Linked DNA regions of Sus scrofa: region 1 is linked to region 2. A link is a contact called in public HiChIP or PLAC-seq data. All regions are on one chromosome and are shown on one strand. The core of a region is the stretch at or near the end of the contact, and the rest is flanking DNA. Distances in the headings are between cores, read along the strand shown. Region 1 holds the start of TATDN2 (putative deoxyribonuclease TATDN2). Region 2 holds the start of TADA3 (transcriptional adaptor 3).

Region 1 (7,283 bases), core at 4,710-7,209, 340 kb before region 2:
CTTATTCTCTGCACCTCCAGCCCCAGCACAGCCTTCCCCCCAAGCACTGGACGTCTGCCGAGCGAAGATGCACAAAACGGGCTCACGCATGAACCCTCACTCAAGAGTCAAGACGCACAATGCTTTCTGGTGTCTGGGCTGTGTGATTCTGCATAGACCTCCAGGAAAGGATCCTGCCCTCTGCACCTCCCCACCCTCACATCTAACACTGGGGCAGGACGAGCAGGTGCTCACAAGGGGGTGACAGCACAAGGAACATAGGCTTTTTTTTTTTTTTTTTTTTTGCTTTTCAGGGCCACATCCACAGCATATGGACGTTCCCAGGCTAGGGGTCTAATCGGAGCTGTTGCTGCCAGCCTACACAGCCACACCAGATCTGAGCCACGTCTGTGACCTACACCACAGCTCATGGCAACACCAGATCCTTAACCCACTGAGTGAGGTCAGGAATTGAACCCAAGACTTCATGGATATATATTAGTTGGATTCGTTACCACTGAGCCACAACAGGAACTCCCGAAACACTGGCTTTGAGGTCGGACTGATCTGAGATTACACCAAAGCTCTGCACTGTACAAGCTGTGTGGCCTTGGTCAAGTCATTTAACCTTTATGGGCCTCATTTTCCCAGTGCCTACAAACAGCAGGTGCTCAAACACACATTCACTGATAATCTAAGTATTTGTGAACTGATGTGTAAAGATAACACCGCCTACCTCACAAGAGGATTATGTGAGTCTACAGATCAAATATTGAGACTCATAGCTGACAAGGTCTGTCACATCATAAAAGCTCAGATTCCCAGAAAAAGACTCAGAGCCTTCAAAAACAAACTTATGGTTACCAAAGGGGAAATTTGCAGGGGAGGGATGGAGTGGGGATTTGGGACTGGCATATGCACACTACTGTATATGAAATGGATGACCAACGGGGACCTGCTATATAACACAGGGAACTCTACTCAATAGTCTGTGATAACCTACATGGGAAAAGAATCTGAACAAGAATGGATGCAGCTTGGATTTCATCCCTGGCCTGGGAACTGCCATAGGCTGTGAGTGTGGCAAAAAAAAAAAAAAAAGATGTGGGTGTATGTATAACTGAATTACAACAGAAATTAACACAACACTGTAAATCAACTATACCAAAACTCACACAAGAATCATTGCTGTTGAAAAGGTGAGAGGGGAGTTCCCACCGTGGCTCAGTGGTTAACGAATCTGACTGGGAACCATGAGGTTGCGGGTTCGATCCCTGGCCTTGCTCAGTGGGTTAAGGATCCAGCGTTGCCGTGAGCTGTGGTGCAGGTTGCAGATGCGGCTCGGATCCCGAGTTGCTGTGGCTCTGGCGTAGGCCAGTGACTACAGCTCCGATTCGACCCCTAACCTGGGAATCTCCATATGCCGCGGGAAGCGGCCCTCGAAAAGACAAAAAAAAAAAAAGTGAGAGGGACTGAAAAAAGAGAAAAGGAGGGGACCTCAAATTTTCCCTTCCACTACTCCTTCCTTAAACTTAATTAGAAATTTAGATATACACACTAAAAAACTAAATATATGGTAAGTGAAGGTGCTCATAATAGACGCATTTAACCTTCACTATGAAGTAAATCAAGATCATTAGCTACCATTAGAATTTGAAAAAAACCTCGAAAACAAGGATCCTGGAGGTACAGGGCACAAACAACGAGGCTGACCACAACAATTTCCATGGATTCCAAAACTCCAGTCCAGCTACAACGTCCAGCTACAGTCTGAGTCCAGCTACAGTCTGAACGTGTTCTCCACAAAATTCCTCCTAAGGTGAAAGCTGACCCCAAGGTGATGCTATCAGGAGGTCCTTTGGGAATTGATTACGTCATGAAAGTGGAGCCGTTATTGATTGGATTAGGGCCCTAGTGAAGAGGCCACAAGAGTGCTTCTTTGCTTCCTTCTGCCACGTGAGGACACAAAGAAGTCCGCAACCCAGAAGAGGGCCCCCACCGGACGCAAGGTGCCACCCTGATTTTCAGACTCCAGCCTCTACAACTGTGAGAAATAAGTATCTGGTGTTTATAAGCTACCCCAGTCTGGGGCATTTTGTTACAGCAGCACCAATGGACTAAGACAAATACACTCCCCTGTGAACAAACCATGACTTGACACAGACACCTCTGTGCTGAGGGAGGGGTGGGCACACCAAGCTAAGAGCATACCCCTCAGAGTTTACAGAACAAATGCAGAAGAGCATGTGGATGGGTGGGTGGAAGGTAGGTAAGTGGTGACAGGACCTTGGAAGGACCTAGGGAGAAAACAGGCTGTTTTGCGCCTGCCCTTCAGCAATGCTCACTGACAGGACTTTGCACTTATTAAACAAGTTCTCAAATGACTGCAGAAAAGAGGGGGAAGAGGAGCAAACAGCAGAAGCTAAGAGGCACTTGCAAATTCACCAAGAGGAGTATTGTACTGTACCCAGTTTTCAAACTAACACAGGCGCTCCAGGGAGAGCTCTTAACAGTGCCTGAGAAGGCCAGCTGGGCTTAAGCCTAGGGAATATCTACCCTCTCTCAACATGAGAGATCTTCCCCAAATGCAAATCTGCCTGCCCTCTGTAGACAGCTCCCTAAAGGCTCCAAATAAAATTCAAATTCCCTTGGCTCCTAACACTCTCCTGTTCTGTCCCCCGTCTAGCTCCCCAGCCTCCATTCCGGGCTCTTTGCTCCAATGAACCAACCCCATGAGACAGCTTTCAAGTGACTTCTCCAGCCCTCCCACCAGATGTGATGCTCCTTAGAAGCCATCTCTCGGCTCCACCCCAAGAGAATGGTTGGCACACACCCCTCAAGTGCTTATGTCTAAGAGGGAGGCATGGACAGAACCCCAAGACTTCTGGGATGGACTTGTCCTCCGTGGTTAACCATTAAATTGATTTTGGCAAAACAATGCCCTTCAGGCCAAAATGAGCAAAAGGTGGCCCTGTGATAGGATTGGACTGGTCACACCCTCAACTCTCAGAACTCCAAGGGGCGGGATGAAGCATCTGAAAGAAAATCAAGATTAGTCCACAGGCCCCCTGATCGTGTTACTGAAGTTCAGTTTGAGCACCTGATCATAGTACAGCTGTACCCAATCCACTGAAACTGTTTGGAGGATTAATGACAAAATTAGCCTCACATGTAACCAGACTCACATTTTAGTCTTATTTGGTATTAAGTCAGAGACCAAGATTCTCAGCTCACCATTTAAAAAAAATCATCCATGAGCCCATACAAGTGTTCTGACTATGAGGTCCATGTGGAAAACACCCAGAACACTTCAGCAAAGATAGTCTTGAGTGAGGATACATGGCTAAATACAGCCTCACTTCTCAGTTCCATAGAAGAAACCACTGAGCAACGGGTTAAGGACAAACCACTTTCCTTAGGACCAATTTTGGTTTTTTTCTTTGGCCACCCCACAGCATATTGAGTTCCTAGGCCAGGGATGGGATCAGATCCGAGCCACCATTGGGAGCTACACACAGCTGCAGTAACACGGGATTCTTTAACCACTGTGCCCTCTGAAGAACCTATGTCAGGGCGCTGCAAAGATGCCACTGATCCCACTGCACTGCAATGGGAACTCTCAATTTTTTTTTTTTTTTATAACAACTTTATCTAGGGGAAGCCCATTTCACCCAAGCCAGCCTTCCTTTGTTCCCCAAAGTACAGAACTTCTCCCTCATCTCTCAAGGCCCCAACCTCCAAAACCTTGAAGGCAACTAGAAACACTGCCTGGCACAAACCAGGCCCTCGATAACCATTTATTCAAAACCTGATTGAAGGGGCGGGTGATGCTCACACAGCTTGGGTCGCAACATAAGCTAAGACTCCTCTCCTCTAACCAGGAAACTGCAGACTGCAGGAGACAACCTTTCCAAACTTACGGTCCAGTTATACATACCTGTATGCATACACATACACACACGCACATGCACGAACACAAAGAAAATTAATCTTTTTAAAAAGTTTACACACACACATGCACAGAGAAAATTTAATCCTTAAAAAAAAAAAGTTAACATAAATTGAGTAAATGAAATGCACCTCCTCCGTGAGGCACTCCTCACTCTGCTCCCAAGTATGTTGAAATCCTCCTGTGTGTTCCCGCTAGGGAACCAAATGTTTAGCCTCCAAAACAAACCCTGCCCCACCATGCAAAATTCCAAGGTTCTGAAAACCATAACATCAGTTAAAAGCCACACGAAGAACCAAACTCTTTCTCGGTTCTGTGTTTCAAAGTACAAGGGCAAAATTCCTTAAATTGACAACCAAAATACATACATCTGTGTCTCCGGAGCGCACCATCCACCTCCTAGCGCAGCGAGTCTCCATGCTGACTGACGGTTACAGGCACCTGAGGAATAGTTACATACCTGGAAGCTCCGCCCACATCAACATAATTGGATCAAGGGTAGAAAGGCACAAGAATTTTATAGTACCAAAGTGCTGCCAAGTTTGCAAACCATCTCTTCACGGTATTTAGGCCATCCCCTGGTCTTGCAGTCTGCGCTTCAACCTCTGGGAAGACCCCAAGACCGTAAGAGACAAGATCTTTTTTTGGTATCCTTTCACCAAAAACAAAAACAAACAAACAAAAAAAAGTCCCACCCCCGACATATCAAGCCAAGCGGAAAGAGCTTCAACGTTTGCTAGGCGTTGAGGCCACTTACCTTAAGGCTGCAGGTTTCCTCCTCTAGAGAAGCCATTTCTTCTAGAGAGGGTTTGCCAGGGGAGTCCCCTGACGAAAGGAACCCCTGTGAGCTCCGAATCAGGCCTCCCTTGGAGGCGGCCCCACCCACACCTGGGCCAGAGGAATGGGAGGAGGAAGAAGAGAGGAACTTCTGCGGCGGGATGAGCCCCAGGACAACCTCGGCGAGCAGGCCACATCTTCCTCCTTCTGGGCTTTCAGGCGCTTGGGGCTGCTGGCCCCTCCAGAACGCGCTGCAGAGCTGTGAGTTGGCCGGCTGGAGGGGGCCACATCACTGGGCTCCCGGAGGCAGCTGCGCTTGCGGGAACTCCGCTCCGAAGTGCTGCTCCAGTGGTACTTGACCTTGCGCCGCTCCGACGCCATGGGCACCTGCAAGGTAAAGAGGGGGCTGGAGTCCACCACCAGGCCTGCTGGCAGCCGCTCCTCAGACTCCCGCCATCCCAGGATCCCCTGGGGTAGGGCAAGCCAATTTGTCAGAGCCAGGGTCTGGCCTCACTGACCTTTCCCCCTTCTTTCCACTGCCCATCACAGTTCAAGGCTTCAGAGATGCCAAAGCGCTTCGAATGTGTGCGATTCCAAAGCGCTTCAGAGAATTCCAAATGATCCCAGGATTTACCAAAGGCTTCGTTCGATTCGGTTTCCAAGCCCACAACGTGCTTCCGCGATTACCAAGCGCTTCAGTTTGCACAGAGCTACTTTGCAGATGTCAAAGCGTTTCCGGGACTACGATGGAGCTGGCGATACAAAGCCTTTCAAAGGTGTCAGAGCTCTCCGAAAGGCCACAGGGAGCTGTTAGATCCACACCTGGAGGCCAGACCCGCAGTCCCTAGTCGGGCGCGCGGCCCGGAGGCCCGGAACGCCGAGCACGGGCCGCAGAGCAGGGCGGGACCCGGCGTGCAGTCCGCCCTGCCCCCGCGGCCCCGCCGACCAGCCCCGGGCCGCAAGGGGTTGAGCCGCCCTTCAGAAGCCGGCGGCGTACCAGTCCGCCTGCTTAGGGCGCCCCTGGGCCCGCCCCGCCCCGCCTTTGGTCCCTGCTGCAGCGGCCCAGACGTCGACCCCGCACCCCCCCCCCACGGCCCTGAGGTTTCGCACCGGCCGCCTGCTCGCTGACAGCCTTAGCCCCGCGGGGCTGGCCTTGCTTCTCCGGAGCTCGGACCACACTAGCCTTCGCTGCGTCCGCCTCCCGGAACGAGCCCTACGGCTCGCAGCTCCGGCGTGCGACGGGGGCGGGTCTTGCGCTGAACGAAGAACGCCCATTGCTCAAATGGAAAGAGGCGGGACTCCAAGCAAGACGGAGCTTGCCTGCTGGTCAGGAGGCTGGGAGGCGGGGCCCTACGCCTTACGAAGCTCATTCATTGGTTGGACGCTAGACCCGGCAGGGCCACTCACGTGTGCTGTAAGAGCGCGAAGCTGAGGCTGGGCCGCAGTGTCTCAGGTCTGCCAGCGATGGAGGTAGGGGGCGTTGGCGATCCCGGGTTCTCAGATTGCGGCTCTCTGCTGCTCAACGCTTTCCCTCCGCTTAGCCGGACGCATTCTGATCTGGATGCGCTCGTGAACCGACACCAACCTCATCAGCCCATTTACACAGGAGGAAACTGGCTCAGAGACCAAGTGACAAACCCGGAAAATGAAAGAATTGGAATTAGAAATTAGAAGCCGAGAGAGAGGGAGAAAGCTACCCCTCGCAAAAAAAAAAAAAAAAAAGACAAAGTTAAAAGACAACATACAAACTTGGAAAAATATTGGCAACACATGACAAAGGACTGATGTCCTAAACTACGCTAAAACTCTGGCAAGAAGATAATTTAGTGGGCGAAGGAAATGACCCGATGAACAGAAACAAATCACCAAGGCTAACATGAAAAAATGGCTCATTTAAAAAGTGCAAATAAAATTGTTTTCACTCATTAGATTAGCAATGATCAAAAAGCATGAGAATATCATTTGTAGCTAAGGATGTGGGGCAAAGTGCCCCCATATATCACCAATTGACGGTAAATTGGTGTAACATTTTGGAAGGCGGCCCTGTAGTAGCAAGAATGAAAACAGTATCCGGTGAGTGAGGCTAGTCACATAAATTACAGAATACCCATACAAAAGAATACCCGGCAAAAAGAATGAAGTAATCCAAAAGTACTGTTGAAGAAGATGTGAAAAAACACAGGATCCAGAGCATGAGTGAAAATATCTGTAGAAAAAAAGAAAAAAAATATATATATAATAAATGAGAGAGAAGCGGAGCCTTAAGATAAAAAAATTATTAAATATGTCAGAGTAACCACTGTGTATTTGTATTTCTAACAGCTTTACTGAGATGCAATTTACATAGCATGAAGTTCACTGATATATAATTCTATGGGTAATTTTATGTAATCAGAGTTGTCCAACCAGTACTGTAATCTAATTTTAGAACATTTCGTTACCCTAAAATCTTGTTTTCATTACCACTCCCCTCCAGAAAGCAACTCACACCCACCCCCAAGTACACACACACACTTGGTTTATCTCCATGGCTTTGACTGTTCTAGACATTTCATAAAAATGGAATTATATATAATTG
Region 2 (6,892 bases), core at 63-2,562:
GGAAGTCTAATTTCAAGGTGTCTTCAACACTTCCAGGTGAACCATGAAAGAGGGCTAGACCAGCAGATTTAGGAGTTACCAGAATGCAGACGGTCATGAAGACCTGTATGTTAAATAGGTAGCACCACCAGGGAGAGTGTAAAGAGGAAGCTAGTGAGTCTAAATTGCTATGAACAGCCAGTTATCAAATGAGAGGATTTCCAAGGAGGAAGGAATCAGCAGTATCAGAGCTTACATTCTATAGTAAGACTGATACGGTTGAGTTCCGACCAGGAAGCGGTCTGGGAGGTAGAAGCACAGCTGGGGCAACATGAAGACTGGGATAAGGAAGTTCCACAGAGAACGCTCTCCCTCAGAGAACCATGGGGTCAAGAGGGCAAGAGGGGGGTGCATATTTAGTGAAGGTCTGCACTGGTTGGGGAGGTGGCCCTATTACAAGCCTCAGCGGCCCTACTAAGGGCTACGGGGCCTACTACGTGCCTCCGACGTGCTACCATACCTAGGAGCACCCACTCCCAGCTTCCTCTCTGATTCAGTATCTCCCACCTGCTTCAAAACCCAGACTATGAAGCCGAAAGGCCTGCTTCTTAGGAGGGCGTCCCCCGCTCGCTCCTTTCTCACTTCGGCCCCCGCCCCTCCCTCCTCCCAACCTCATGGTGCCCCCGCACCCCCAGCACCCCACGGCTCAGCGCCTCTCCGCTGCAAAGCCGCATCTCCCCCAAACCCAGAGCCTGAGGACAGAACAGTGGGGGTCCCTGGCCCGGGTCCCGGCTCTCTCTCACCATCGCGGGCGCTGGCTGGGCCGGAAAGCGGAAGTACGGAAGTGGCCAGCCCCGCGACGCCTGCCCTTTCGCGAGAAGCGCAGCCGCAGTCTCCGCCCGGACGTCCGGACTGTACCATCTATGTCCCGAGCGGGGGAGGGAGAAGCTAAAAACACTTGGCACTTCGGAAGTTTTCCCGCTAGGACTGCCGTGGTAGTTTTAGATTCCTGAAGTTTGAAATCACTACTCAAGCTTCTCCCGTCATCGGTGAGGCTCTCGCTTGTGACTTTGGCCTTCTTGTCGTCTTTGCTGCCATCTTCCCTCACAGCCATGCAGTGGTGCAGCCCAGCCTCAGGTTGGGCACCATATTAGGACAAGGCGAGCCGGGGGAGCTCTTCGATCCTTCCGGTTCTGTGCCCCCATCCTTTCTCCGGGCCCCTCCTACCTGCAGCCCTCGGGGCTCAGCGGGACTAACTGCCAAGCGGAGAACCCGGCCGCCGAGCCCCGCCCCCAGGCGCCGGGCTGTTCCCGAGGGTACGCCCGAGGCTTATTCTCTCCACCCCACTAGCAGCGGGCTCACTCGCTGCCGGCAAACTCCCACCCTCGAAAGACCCAGGGGCTGGTCCTCGCGTCTTTCCGCCCCCGCGTGCACTGCTGGGGGCCAGCCCCTAGTCAGTTCCGGGGCGGTAGCTCTCACCGACCGGAACTCCCCGCCCCCACCCGCGGCCCGGGGGCAGTAGGAGGCGGCTAGGAGGAGGTAGAGGGGGCGGGGGCCGCGGTAGGGTGTCCGCGGTAAAGGTCTGGGACCCAGAAGGCGGGACACTGGGGCTATCCATGGGTGGGGCCAGTCATTAACCAGTCCCACTTTTTCTGTGCCAGGCACTGAACTGGGCTCTTGACGGGCATCATCTTTTAATCCTCAGATCATCCCAGGGAGGTAGGTACTATTACTATCCCCGTTTTATAGATTCAAACTTCTTATGGGGAAACAAGCTCAGGTGTCTTTTGTCCCATTTTACGGATAGAAAAACTGAGACTCGAGAGATAATTAACATGTTCAGGGCTATATAAATAGAGGCTGGTCAAGCCAGAGCTTGAATCCTGATGTATCTAGTTTAGCAGTTCACATTCCTTACTATCTGGGGCAAATAGGGAAAAGGTGGGGAGGGTGAAACTAGGAGAGGCTGGGAGGCACAAAGAACGTTAACGTAAGTATGGAATACTTGGAATTCTGGAGTTTAGCAGAACTCTGGAAGAGTGGAGCTGAAGGGAAGAGCATCAGAAGGACAGGCACAGTATAACTGTGGTTAGAGGCACAGACTTAAAACTACCTGAATTCAGATTGCGTGTTGATAAGCATGAACATGTACCCACTCTAACAGTCTCAGTTTTCTCATCCGTAAAATGGAGATCACCATGAGTCACGGGGTTATGTGAGGAATTTAATGAGAAGCCAGTAAAATGTCTGCATCTAGCTTGGTGCACAGTAGGTGCTTTACAAATAGGAACTGTGACTTCAGCCTTAGTAGGATACTGAAGCCTGGCTTTCTTCTTGAGGCTGTCTGAATAGAAGGAGCTCTTGGTCTTTTCTTGTGCCACTTGTCCCCCCATCAGTGGTCCGTTCTCTCCAGCTCCACAGGGTCCCCTATCCTGGGCCATGAGTGAGCTGAAGGACTGCCCCTTGCAGTTCCATGACTTCAAGTCTGTGGACCACCTGAAAGTCTGTCCCCGCTACACAGCAGTGTTGGCCCGCTCTGAGGATGATGGCATCGGTATTGAGGAGCTGGACACTCTGCAGCTGGAGCTTGAGACCTTGCTTTCCTCTGCCAGCCGACGCCTGCGGGTGCTCGAGGCTGAAACCCAGGTGATACCCCACAGAGGGACACCAGGGATGGACTGTGACAGGTTGTGGCATGGGTCACTGAGGTAGCTAGCCCTCTCTGCTGAGGCCTGAGGTATGGGAGCATAGTGGGGGGAAGAGAAACCCAAACTGGGCTTATGTGACGTGTAAAGTATGCAGGAGGAGTTCTGTCGTGGCTAAGTGGAAACGAAGCTGACTAGCATCTGTGAGGACGCAGGTTCAATCCCTGACCTCGCTCAGTGGGTTAAAGATCCGGTGTTGCCATGAGCTATGGTGTAGGTTGCAGACGAGGCTCAGATCTGGCATGGCTGTGGCATAGGCCAGAGGCTACAGCTCCGATTTGACCCCTAGCATGGGAACCTCCATATGCTACAGGTGTGGCCCTAAAAAAAAAAAATCAAAGTAGGAATGTGCATGATCCTCATAAATTTCAGGATTTCTAATCCACTAAGCATCTATTGACCCCCACTCCCCACAATGTTCTGGATCCTGTGCTCATCATTAGAGAGGTAGTGAGGACAATTTGGGCCTTGAGGGAGCTTGCCAACTAAAGAGAGGAGGAGGGAGTTACCATTGAGGCTCAGTGGTAATGAACCCATGTAGTATCCATGAAGATTTGGGTTCAATCCCTGGCCTCGCTCAGTGGGTGAAGGATCTGACATTGCCATGGGCTGTAATGTAGGTCACAAACGTAGTCTGGTTCTGGCATTGCCGTAGTTGTGTCATAAGCCAGCAGCTGCAGCTCTGATTCAACCTCTAGCCTGGGAACCTCTATATGCCACAGGTGTGGCCCTAAAAAGAATGAATGAAGGGAGGAGGAGGGCACACAAGTACCAACTGATGTGCTGTTGTGGTTAGGAGTACTGAGGTAACTGGAATGAGGAGGCCTGGATTTGCATCCTGGCCCAAGCACTTGCCAGCGTTGCTGTTTGCCAGCTATGTGACTTTGCACAAGTTACCTCCTAGTTCTGAGGATCAGTTCTCCATCTGCAAAGTGGGCTGGATAATAGGACCTCCCTCAGAGCTTTTGTGAGGATTTGAAGACTTTTCACAAAGGCTCAGCACAACACCTGATACTAAGTAAGCATGTCAAATGTTATTTATTGGTATACTTCTGATGATTTCTATTTATGGCATAAGCATTCTCTGAGCCCTGTATGCCAGGTGCTATGCCAGATGCGGGGGAACAGAGATGTTTAAAATGAACCTCTGTGTCTCTAACAGCTTATAATCTTGTTGAAGAGACAGAGTACTCTGTTTTTGTTTTTTGTTTTGGGTTTTTTTTGTTGTTGTTTGGTTGGTTGGTTGGGTTTTGTTTTGTTAGGACTACGCCTATGGCATATGGAAGTTCCCAGGCCAGGGGTTGAATCAGAGCTGCAGCTACCAGCCTACACTACAGCAACGCGAGATCCAAGCCACACTTGCAACCTACACCACATGTCACGGCAATACCAGATCCCTAACCCACTGAGCAAGTCCAGGGATCGAACAGCATCCTCATGGATACTAGTCGTGTTTGTCACCCACGGAGCCACAACAGGAACTCCACAAAGTATTCTGTTTGTTCTAGTTATGATCAAACAACACGATTAGTCCTACAGTGGAGGTACAGAGTATCAGAGACTCATAGACAAAGACGATGCCATTTTAACTGGACCTCAAAAGATGAATAAAATTGGAGTTCCCATTGTGACGCAGTGGAAATGAATCTGACTAGGAACCATGAGGTTTCAGGTTCAATCCCTGGCCTCCATCAGTGGGTTGGGGATCTGGTGTTGCCGTGAGCTGTGGTGTAGGTCACAGACACGGCTTGAATCCTGTGTTGCTGTGGCTGTGGCGTCGGCTGGCAGCTGTAGCTCTGATTGGAGCCCTAGCCTGGGAACCCCCATGTGCCTCAGGTGCAGCCCTAAAAAGCAAAAAAAAAAAAAAAAAAAGAATGAAATTAACTCGTGGGAGTTCCCATCATGGTGCAGCAGAAACGAATCTGACTGGTAACCATGAGGTGCAGGTTTGATCCCTGGCCTCGCTCAGTGGGTTAAGGATCTGGTTTTGCCATGAGCTGTGGTGTAGGTTGCAGATGCAGCTCAGATCCTGCATTGCTATGGCTGTGGTATAGGGCAGCAGCTGCAGCTTCGATTTGACCCCTAACTTGAGACCCTTCATATGCCAAAGGTGTGGCCCTAAAAAGCAAAAAAAAAAAAAAAAAAAAAAATTGTGGTCCCTGGGAATCCATTGAAGCTTTTTGAGTGGGCTGTGGCATAATCAGTTGTGTTTTAGCATCTAAGAAGCTGTGTAACTGATGCAGAGAAGGCTTCCCAGTTGTGGCGATATTTGAAGAGAAGGTTTGCTGGAAAGCTTGCTTTCCTATACCAAAAAATTACTCCCAGCATGTTTTCCTGAGATGTGATCTCTTTGCTTGACCTGCTAAACACTGTGTAACTGGCTTGGGTGCTACATAGGTGAGTCAGTATAGACAAGTGAATAGAATGATTAGAAGAATATGAATAAAATCCTGTGAGATGGGCACAGATAAGGAGCTGAGTTTTGCAGAATGAGTAGGAATTTGCTAGACATAAAGGGAATAAGGAGAGACTTGGAGCCTAATTGAGTTCTAGATCCCAGTTTTTCTCTGGGAGGACGAATTGCCTGTGTCTTCCCTTCTCCCTCTCAGTGACAGTGTGTGAATTTCAGATCCTCACCGACTGGCAGGATAAGAAAGGTGACCGACGATTCCTGAAGCTGGGTCGAGACCATGAGCTTGGAGCTCCCCCCAAACATGGGAAACCCAAGAAGCAGAAACTGGAAGGGAAGGCAGGACATGGGCCGGGCCCTGGCCCTGGGCGACCCAAATCCAAAAACCTTCAGCCCAAGATCCAGGAATATGAATTCACTGATGACCCTATCGACGTGCCACGTATCCCCAAGAATGACGCCCCCAACAGGTTCTGGGCCAGAGAACATAGATGGGCCTCGGGATTCGGGCATTGGAGGCTGTGGTGGGGCCCAGGGCTGAGGTTGGTGGGGGAGGGGCCCTCACTCAGGCTCTGCTTCGCCCTGCAGATTCTGGGCTTCAGTGGAGCCCTACTGTGCTGACATCACCAGTGAGGAGGTGCGCACACTGGAGGAGCTACTGAAACCCCCAGAAGATGAGGCTGAACATTACAAGGTAGCGACCCCCAAGCCTAGGTAGATGTGGAGAACAAGAGGGCTCAGAGTTGCCTCAGAATCTGAGACCCTAAGCTCTGCATCATCTTCCTTCCCCTGTGCTGCCCAGCCTCCTGTCTGCTCTGCTAACCCACCTCAACATACAGGCACTAACGTCACCTTCTCCTTTCTAGCCTATGTAAATGGTCACCATGACCTAAGGCCTCTTCCCTAGTGAGGTCTGTTTCTCTCATCACCTGCCCTTCTTTGGCTCAAGCCTTCATCAGCCTTTACCTGAACAGCCTAACACTTTCTTCCTTCTAGAGGGATTCTTTTTTTTAAATTTTTTGATGTGTAAAAGTTTACTTTTTTTATGAGGAAAATAAAAGAGGTTCCATTAAAGAAAATGTAGAAAATACAGAGAAGCATTGGAGGGGAGCTCTCTCCAATAGGTCAGCTGTCATGATCAGATGTGCTCATGACATGACCCTGCTCTCTGGCCTCTCCCTGGCTCCTGTTACCCAGAATCGAGTAGTCCAGGCATCTCAGTCCATGGTGGCACAGTCCCAGCGCCTCTCTCCTGTTTCCTTGGCCACGCCCCCTCCTCACTGCTGTGTTTATCAGCAGCACCCCCCCCCAGGGTCCTTGCTGGTCTCTGGGCCTCTGCACATGCTCTTCTCCCCTTGGCAATCTGACACCCTTCAAAACCCTGATCACACATTACTTCCACCAGAATGCCTTTGCAGATTCCCGAGCAGAAGATGCACTGCCACAGCACCTTGACTTGCCTCTGTCACTTGCCTAAATTTTTAAAGAATTTATTTGAAAAAGTTATCCATAGAAGCAGTAATAAATTCAAGCAACGCAAAAGATATTTCCCTCTCACTTCTGACCCTGAGGCCTCTAGTTCTCTCGGAGACAATAGCTGTCACCTGAGATGGTCCACATATACATACTATTCTGCACCTTATACTTGGAAATTGTTCCGTTTCGTCTTCCGTGTGTGTTGTACTTCTTTTTGTACCTGGCTTCCTTACTAGACTGTGAGTGTAGAGATTTTATCTCCTTTGTCTCTTCTCACCTGTACCATGCTCAGGCCTTGTCCCTGGGTGAGCTACTTGGGAGA

What was found. HiChIP or PLAC-seq counts read pairs in DNA pulled down with a chosen protein or histone mark.
Region 1: a contact with region 2 is called in an H3K27ac HiChIP or PLAC-seq map of alveolar macrophages. The contact joins the promoter of TATDN2 here to the promoter of TADA3 in region 2. A contact is called at or near these places in 1 of 47 Hi-C or Micro-C datasets (heart right ventricle) and 1 of 2 datasets of contacts at active chromatin or transcription factors (alveolar macrophages).

Annotation. Positions count from the first base shown.
Region 1 is chr13:66,420,148-66,427,430 of Sscrofa11.1, reverse strand. TATDN2 (putative deoxyribonuclease TATDN2) reads right to left here and starts at 5,959. Exons shown (of 9, transcript XM_003132363.6): 1 at 5,224-5,959; 2 at 4,852-5,092; 3 at 4,686-4,849. The coding sequence starts at 5,086.
Region 2 is chr13:66,074,392-66,081,283 of Sscrofa11.1, reverse strand. TADA3 (transcriptional adaptor 3) reads left to right here and starts at 1,312. Exons shown (of 10, transcript NM_001206536.1): 1 at 1,312-1,518; 2 at 1,641-1,698; 3 at 2,393-2,625; 4 at 5,314-5,564; 5 at 5,683-5,788. The coding sequence starts at 2,419. ARPC4 (actin related protein 2/3 complex subunit 4) reads right to left here and starts at 5,358. Exons shown (of 7, transcript NM_001206535.1): 1 at 5,351-5,358; 2 at 783-847. The coding sequence starts at 785.